2 separate regions of the Mus musculus genome follow, and region 1 is linked to region 2. Evidence: chromatin contacts called from public HiChIP or PLAC-seq data. All regions are on one chromosome and are shown on one strand. Each heading gives the region's core, a stretch centred on a gene start, on an enhancer-like site or on the middle of the called end of the contact. The rest is flanking DNA. Distances are from core to core; before and after follow the strand shown. Region 1 overlaps Vit (vitrin). Region 2 overlaps Fez2 (fasciculation and elongation protein zeta 2 (zygin II)).

Evidence for each region. HiChIP or PLAC-seq counts read pairs in DNA pulled down with a chosen protein or histone mark.
Region 1: a contact with region 2 is called in a CTCF HiChIP or PLAC-seq map of the NIH/3T3 cell line, with 7 read pairs. The contact joins two enhancer-like sites. A contact is called at or near these places in 1 of 15 datasets of contacts at CTCF or cohesin (the NIH/3T3 cell line), 1 of 484 Hi-C or Micro-C datasets (nephron progenitors), 3 of 115 datasets of contacts at active chromatin or transcription factors (embryonic fibroblasts, extraembryonic endoderm stem cells and trophoblast stem cells) and 1 of 9 other capture datasets (adipose tissue).

The regions. Positions count from the first base shown.
Region 1 is chr17:78,569,294-78,573,481 of GRCm38.p6, reverse strand. All of the region lies in intron 4 of Vit (vitrin), which reads right to left. The region is part of intron 1 of Gm32573 (a long non-coding RNA gene); the gene reads left to right. Among named protein-coding and RNA genes, the nearest start is that of Gm32573, 17 kb to the left of the region's middle. Within about 2 kb of position 1,806, at least 38 of the 459 cell types and tissues checked have an H3K27ac peak or open chromatin away from gene starts, as enhancers often do. A contact at or near this core is called in the NIH/3T3 cell line and trophoblast stem cells, where this site is marked.
Region 2 is chr17:78,390,995-78,395,013 of GRCm38.p6, reverse strand. The region is part of intron 5 of Fez2 (fasciculation and elongation protein zeta 2 (zygin II)); the gene reads left to right. Among named protein-coding and RNA genes, the nearest start is that of Gm32336, 7.3 kb to the left of the region's middle. Within about 2 kb of position 2,358, at least 36 of the 459 cell types and tissues checked have an H3K27ac peak or open chromatin away from gene starts, as enhancers often do. A contact at or near this core is called in the NIH/3T3 cell line and trophoblast stem cells, where this site is marked.

The sequences.
Region 1 (4,188 bases), core at 557-3,056, 180 kb before region 2:
TGTATTTTTTGGTCTCTTCTTTTTGTTTGTGTGTTTTTGTTTTTGTTTTTTTGAGACAGGGTTTCTCTGTGTAGCCCTGGCTGTCCTGGAACTCACTTTGTAGACCAGGCTGGCCTCGAACTCAGAAATTCGCCTGCCTCTGCCTCCTGAGTGCTGGGATTAAAGGCATGCGCCACCACGCCCGGCATAGGTCTATTCTTTTTAAAAATTAATTAATTACTTAATTTTTTTTAAAAGATAGGATCTTGCTACATAGACCTGAAACTCAGAAATTTGCCTGCCTTTGCTTCCTGAGTGCAGTGATTAAATAATGTGATACCACACCTAGCCCCTTCTCTCTATTCCCCTTCCTTCCTTCCTTCCTTCCTTCCTTCCTTCCTTCCTTCCTTCCTTCCTTCCTTCCTTCCTTCCTTTCTTCCTTCCCTTCTTTTGAGACAAGGTTCTTTCTCTAGGTATCCCAGGCTAGTCTCAAAGGCCGCTATATAAACCAGGCTGGTCCTCTTGCCTCTCTCCATACCTGACTTACTTCCTTTCTCTGGTCACGTCTGTATTTGTAGGTTGGCTTTGTACTCCTGAACTCAAGCCATTCCCCTGTCTCAGCCTCTGGAGTGCCTAGCACTATGACATGTACCGCTAGTTTGGAAGGAAAACTTTGTGCCTGAAAATTTCTAATTTGGCTTCGAGATAAAGCAGGATGAATCCAGTCACTTTAGGGAGCAGGTTACAGTTGTTGTAAGTACATGGTTCTTTGATTTAGGGCTAGAGATGGAAAAGACACCGCTAAATGAAACTCATTTGAAAAGAAAACTCAGGGCAGAGGGTGTAGCTCAGTGTTAGGGGGACTGATTAGCATGTGTGGGTCCCTGGGCTCCGTTCTTAGCACTGCGATAAGAAAAAAAAAGGAGAGAAAGGAGGAGGAGAAAGAGAAGGAAGGGTGAAGAGGAAGAGAAGGAAGAAGAGGAGAAAGAGGAGGAGGAAGAGGAGGAGGAAGAGGAGGAGGAGGAAGATGAGGAGGAAGAGGAGGAAGAGGAGGAGGAAGAGGAGGAGGAGGAAGAGGAGGAGGAAGAGGAGGAAGAAGAGGAGGAGGAAGAGGAGGAGGAGGAGGAGGAGAGGAGGAGGAAGAGGAGGAGGAAGAGGAGGAGGAAGAGGAGGAGGAAGAGGAGGAGGAAGAGGAGGAGGAGGAGGAGGAAGAGGAGGAGGAAGAGGAGGAGGAAGAGGAGGAGGAAGAGGAGGAGGAAGAGGAGGAAGAGGAGGAGGAAGAGGAGGAGGAAGAGGAGGAGGAAGAGGAGGAGGAAGAGGAGGAGGAAGAGGAGGAGGAGGAGGAGGAGGAAGAGGAGGAGGAGGAAGAGGAAGAGGAAAAGAAAAGAGATCTCTTGATAGTTGAAAATGATTCCTTAATTTCTAGGATTTTTTTACCAGCTCTTTCGTCCTGATGTCTAGGGACTGGTATATCTATCTATCTGTTAAGCAGAAGGCCCACCTGAGTTCCTAAGTAGCACCTTGCTCCAGTCTCCCATGGCTCCTCTGGGTATCTCTATTTTACGGCATATGAATAAAAAGCACAAGGATTAGCTCCCATCAGCACCTCCAGGGTGAAGGCTGCCATTTCCTTGCTCTCCCAACTCCACAGTGACTCAACAACTTTCAACACTCAGATTCCGATGGCCTTGAACAACATGATGATAGCATTTGACGTGTAAAAGCACTTAAAGGCTTTAAAATAACCTCACTCAGGTCTCACTGCGCCTTCCCAGCAAACTTCAGAGTGACCGGGCTGGGAGGAGGGAATGTTGTTATTCCCTGTTCCATAGAAACAGGCAGCTCCAAGAGTGAGTCACCCAAGGTTTTGTAACTAACGCTTTGCAATCGCTTATCTGAATGCAGGCAGGCCTCACTGATCTCAAATCATGGGTTCAGCCCTGTTGGTTGTGGTACTTCCTTAGGGTTCACAAGCACAAATACCTCCCCTTCCAATTTCTTGTCACTCCCTGTAGCCTTCACTGCTCCACCATGGGGTCTGGGTAGCCCTCTGCTGCTGACCAACCTTGCCATTCCATTCACGTGGCTTACATTGTGCTGTTCTCTTCTCTGGGCCCCCTCTGTCTCCATGTCCTTCCTCACAGAGAGCCTGACACCATCTTGCTTCTGCAACCCTATTAGACTTTTGCTCTCACAACGTACTTGGTGATCTACTGTCTTGTACCACCTCTAACGAATTCTGGACTTAATGTGGTTTGTTAAGTAAATAAAAAAATATTTTAAAAAATGGATTAAACCTGGCTCTGTGGTGCAATGGATAGCGCATTGGACTTCTAGACAAAAAACGGATTAAAAATATTTTTTATGTGTAGGTATTTGGCCTGTATGCATATATGTGCACATGCATGCCTAGTGCCCACAGAGGCCAGAAGAGGGCATCTGATCACCTGGAACTGGAGTTACAGATATCTGTGAGTCCCTGTGTAGGTGCTGGAAACCAATCATGGGTCTTTTGGAAGAGCAACCAGTGTTTTTCACTAGTGAGCCATCTCTACAGCTCCCGGAAAAATCCCTATGGAAAGGATAACATTTTATTTTTCTGTGTAAGCCTACTTATCAGTGGGTTGGGCAGGGGATTCTTATACCAGCTTTGGGAGCCAGTTGTTAACTAACCTTGCAGGATTTCACAACCCAGTTGACTTGACCTTGGGGTTTGAGGTCAGTCATCTTAAGAGTGTCTATATGTGGAAATACACTAACGAGGCCTGTCTCCCTTCTGTCGCCTTGGTGGAGAATTTATCACTAGACTCTGCACAGACATGTGCGTGGCTTTGAAGTTCACCTCCTTCCTGACACAGCGCCTGGGATCTGAGATAAACTTAGGGTCAGTTTCCCAGCTCGGAGAGGGAGCATAAACCGCTGAGCCAGCTGTTGAGTGGCAGCTGTTCAGAGGTCAGGCATACACTTAGAAAACCTTCAGGAAGAGGGCTTGGCACAGACATGGTCTCCTCATTGATCCATCTTAGGAAGAGCTCTCTCTTTTTTACCAAGTGCTTGCTTCTTTGCCTTTACGTATTTGGGTTAAGACCTGCTATATTGCTTAGTGTATAAAAGTGCTTGCCGACTGTGAGGAGACTTTTCTTTTCTTCTTTTCTTTTCTTTTCTTTTCTTTTCTTTTCTTTTCTTTTCTTTTCTTTTCTTTTCTTTTCTCTTCTCTTCTCTTCTCTTCTCTTCTCTTCTCTTCTCTTTTCTTTTCTTTTCTTTTCTTTTCTTTTCTTTTTCTTTTTTCTTTTCTCTCCTCCCCTCCCCTCCCCTCTCCTCTTCTTTCCTTCTCTTTTCCTTCCTTCCTTCCTTCCTTCCTTCCTTCCTTCCTTCCTTCCTTCCCTCCCTCTCTCCCTCCCTCCCTCCCTCCCTCCCTCCCTCCCTCCCTCCCTCCCTCCCTCCCTCCCTCCCTTCTTCCCTCTTTCCTTCCTTTCATCCTTCTTTCCTAGGTAGTTAGCCCAGTGAGGACTCATATTTCATGAGCATTCCCTGATCCTTTGCATGGATTTGCCAATCATGCCAGATTGCAAAGTCAAGCTTCGCAGATGGGGTAGGATGCAGTCACAAGACATGAGGAATAAAATACTGGAGCCATGTTGGCCCCGTGTGTAACTAGCCCAGTTTGGGTTCCGGTTACACTCTCTTTACAAAGAGAACAGCCTTGCTTTCTTTGTTTGTTCCTTTGGCACTGACATTATTTCTGACACCAACTAAGCCCAAAACCCATGCAAGGAAAAGCTATGTGAAGTGGCATGCATTTGTAATGAGGACTTTGGCTGAGAGATGGTGGGGGGACACCGTAGAGTGACCTTCAAAGTAGCTCACGGGTCAGCTAGCCTGAGGCATGCAGGATGGCAGAATGAAGAAAGACCCTGCCTCAATACAGTGAAAGGAGAGAACTCCCCGAAATTGTCTTCTGGGTTCCACACACAGGACATGGCGCATGTGAATCTCCCCCATAAACAGGTAATAAATGAATAGCTTAAGATGAGAACAAGCCCAGATATGATGTCTCAGTGTGACAAACATCCCTTTGCTTTGAAAGAATAAATGTCTCATGAGAAAACATCTGTACATGACATGGTATATGGATAGCAACACTTTAATTAAAATTAACTTGAGTTTTTGAACCCAAGTCTGTTGTTGCCCATGTCCTGTTCTGAATGT
Region 2 (4,019 bases), core at 1,109-3,608:
TATTTCTTTTCTCCCTTTTTCCCTTTTTCTTTCCCTCCATCCTCCTAGTCCTCCTTTCCTCTCTCTTTCCTTCCCTACCCTTCTTCTTCTTTTCTTCCTTGCTTCCTTGGGATTAAGCCTAGGGCTTCACACATGCCAGGCAGGGGCTGTACAGCTAAGTTTTACTCCCAGCTCCATGCTTTCCTCTATTGTGAAGAATATCTCCTAAAAATTAGAATTAGTATTTATTTGCTTTGGAATAATTCAAGTTTTCAAACTTGGATATATTGGCTTTTGAAAAGAAACTTCTGGTGGAATTCTCTTAAACTTTATAATTCACATTGAGACCATTTGATTTTCTTAAAGGATCGAAACAAGGTATCACTTTTACATCTTTTTGTCTGTTTTTTCAGATGGTCTCCCTATAGCCCTAGCTGTCCTGGAGCTCTCTTAAGTAGATCAGGCTGGCCTCAAACTCACTGAGATCCTCCTGCCTCTGCCTCCCAAGTGCTGGGGCTAATGGTGTGGGCAACCACACTCAGCTCTGTGTTCACAGCTCAGGCAGTATCTGCTCTGCGTGTTTTTACTTTGTAAGCTTTGTACTATTGTTTTTCATTCATTCCTCATACCTTTCTAATGCTTTTTGCTTAATTTTAAGAACTTTGTTTTACTGAAAATTAAAACTACTATTCAATAAATTAGTACTTGATGATTGTCAAATTATCTAATTGGATGTGATTTATGGGGAATGGTAATTATGTTTTTAAATTAAATTAAATTAAATTATTTTAAAATTATGTGTATGTTTTGCACCACTTCAGTGCCTGGTGCCGACCCACAGAGGTCAAAAAAGTGTCATGTCCCCTGAAACTTGATTTTTTTTTCCCCCCGAGACAGGGTTTCTCTGTATAGCCATGGCTGTCCTGGAACTCACTTTGTAGTCTAGGCTGGCCTCGAACTCAGAAATCCGCCTGCCTCTGCCTCTGCCTCCCGAGTGCTGGGATTAAAGACCTGCGCCACCACCACCTGGCTCTGAAATTTGATTTACAGAGGGTTGTAAACCACTATGGGTTACTGGGAATAGAACTCAGGACCTCTGGCAGAGCAGCCAGTGCTCTTAACCAGTGAGCCATCTCTCCAGCCCTGTTTCACCCTCCCTTGAATTCCCCAAGCATAAGAATGTTAATGGCAGGAGGGCAGATGAGAATAACTTAAAAACAAAAAGTAGATGAAAAAAAGTAGATGAAAAGCTTCCCTTAGTTTTTTTTAACCTTTTATTTATTTATTTTTCCTAACACAGCTTGGTACTATAAGTTTGGAAGCTGCTCTCCCTAGTTAGAGACCTGTGTGGGTCGGTTCATATGAGGCCTGGAGCAGACACTCAGGCAGAAGTAACTCCAGTCTCCTGGCCTCCATCTTCGCTTTGCTTTCCCCTGTGTTAGATATGCTCATGGTTTGTTTGTGAAACTAGTTGAGCTGGTGAGATGTCCTACATAGAAAGAGTTGCTCTAGAGAACCATGGAAAGTTCTGGACAAACTCCCACGTCATGGCTTGTTCTTACTGCTTTTGAGTTTGCAGAAACTTCTCAGATTCTCTATGCTGAAAGACCTTCACAGCCTTAGCTGATTTCTAGATCTTGTTGTAGATTATTTCTTTCCGTGGTCTTCAGTTTAGTCTGCTGTGGCCTGCAGTCAGGAGCCCAGTGTTTCTCAGTTATCATTTTGTTTCTATTTGGACAACGTGATGCAGTTTCTGCTCTTCTGGACCAATGTAAAAGGATGTCATGGTTGCTTTTGGAAATGATGGCTAAGTGTTATTCCAGCACCCCATTTAAATGAATAGAGTCCAGACTTTTTAAAAAAAAAATTGATCTTTTCTAAGCTCATTGCTGAGTTCTGCCTGTGCATTACTTCATTTTAAACTGCACAACAGCCCCAGAAAGAATATTAACAGTATTCTTATTGCCTAATCTTGAATAAGCACGTTAGGTCTACAGGAGCCTTAGCTCAAAGAACTAGCAGGCACAGAGAGGAAGCATGGTGAGGGGTATTTAGAAGGGGTGGAGAATTCTCCAGAGGTGCAGAGCTCTCTAAAGAGAAGAGCCAGGAATGGCTTGGCTTTCCTTCCTTTGAGCCACGCAGGCAGGTTGTGCTCTGGCTCGGAGCTCTAACCTCCTTTATCTTTTAGATCTTGCTTACACTGTGTTTGTTGCTCCTGGTTTTGTCTGAAAAAAAAATTCCAGAGAATGGATGCTTTTGAGATTCTTAATTCATACCCTTGCCAGGGAAGGAAATTCTCAGAGGCAACTGAATAGTGACTGAAGGCTCTGGATTCTATGTCAAATAACCCCTTCCTTCCCCAGGCCTTGCTACACGACTTTGGTATTTTGTCTGTAGCAAGGGCAATAATAAGGCAAATACTGTAATGCTGAATCACCTTCCTGCCTATATAAGGGTTCACGCAAAACATTCCATTCCGAGCAGGACATTTTGTGGAACTTCGAACTCCTTCCTGAAGATGCCATGGGAGATAGCGTAGAGCCAGAGCTTCTCACTGTGTCACTTCTGTATTGGGCCATTTGGATTTTCTGCTTTTTGAGTGGGAATGCCAAATTGAACGGAAGGAAAACTGGCTTCTGGCACTCCTAATATTTTCATTAATCTTAATGATTCATTTTGATTAAAACATAACAGATCTCCAGCATTCTTCCTGTCTTTCGGTATTTATGGCCTTGAGACTTAGCAGCCAGTGCCTTGACATGTCTGTGGCCCCTCATTTTGATAAATGGTGAGCAGAGAAACGCCCCTTACTCCCCTCCCCACTTTCTCCCTCTCACTTACGAAATTTCTGTGGAAAGAATCCTTACTCTGGGCCAGGTTAGCACCCTAACCGCTGATACTGCCTCTGCTCTCCAGGTTGTAAGTGTAGCATTGCTCGGTGACATGATGCTTTCAAAAAGTCTTTCTCATTTGTCTTTGAAGTTTTATCTTCTAAAATTAATTTTATCCAAAAATGTGGTGTTTTTTTTTAAGATTTATTTATTTATTTATTTATTTATTTATTTATTATATGTAAGTACACTGTAGCTGTCTTCAGACACTCTGGAAGAGGGAGTCAGATCTCATTACGGGTGGTTGTGAGCCACCATGTGGTTGCTGGGATTTGAACTTCGGACCTTTGGAAGAGCAGTCGGGTGCTCTTACCCACTGAGCCATCTCACCAGCCCCTATTTTGTTTTTTAAATGATGGAACAGTTGTGAGGCAGGCTCTATCCTTGTTCTGTGGAGATCTTTCCACTCCCCCTCCCCCCCCCCCTTGCTGCATTCTCTGTCTTCTGCCTCCCCGACTTCTGCTGCTCCTTGTTATCAGCCTGGTGTTTAGCTGTGAGTTGCTAGTTGCTGCATCTCTTTATGAATCATGCCATTGCAGTATTTTGCCTGCCTTTGTTAATCTCCTGTTGATTTCCAAGATTCGATTCCTTAGTGGAAACGTCCAGAACTCCGTGCTTCACTCCTTTGATCAATAATTTTGTGTCCCATCATGCCACCATTCTCTGCTCACTCTTAGATGACTTTTTTCTTTTGGGTCATTTTTCTTTCTTTTGTCTAAGAAGAAGAGGCCTTGCTATATATATGGTAAACATTTTCCAGGTTCAGAGGCGCTTGACTTCTGGTGTTAAGGGTGTCACACCCAGAGTGTAGCAGGTAAATTTACAAGCTCTTCCTATGACCCAGGTCACTGTGACAGAGAGATGCAGGCGTCCCTGTTTCTCTCTTGAAAACAAACTTGTTTCTTCATAAGGAAAGAAAGCCGTAGCAGTAGACCATTGACGTTTCCTCTATACACTGCTGTTATCTTAGGTCAGTTACAGCCTCATGGTTATCTGATGGTCAATTTGTGTGTGTAGCTTTGGTTTGATGTGCCTTCTTAAAAAATAACATATCTTTTTGGCTGAGGGAATTTGTGTGTTCATAGACTGTTTAAATCTGACGTCCTTCAGGCTCTCTCTCTTGAACATCCTGAAGACTCAGGCCTCAGT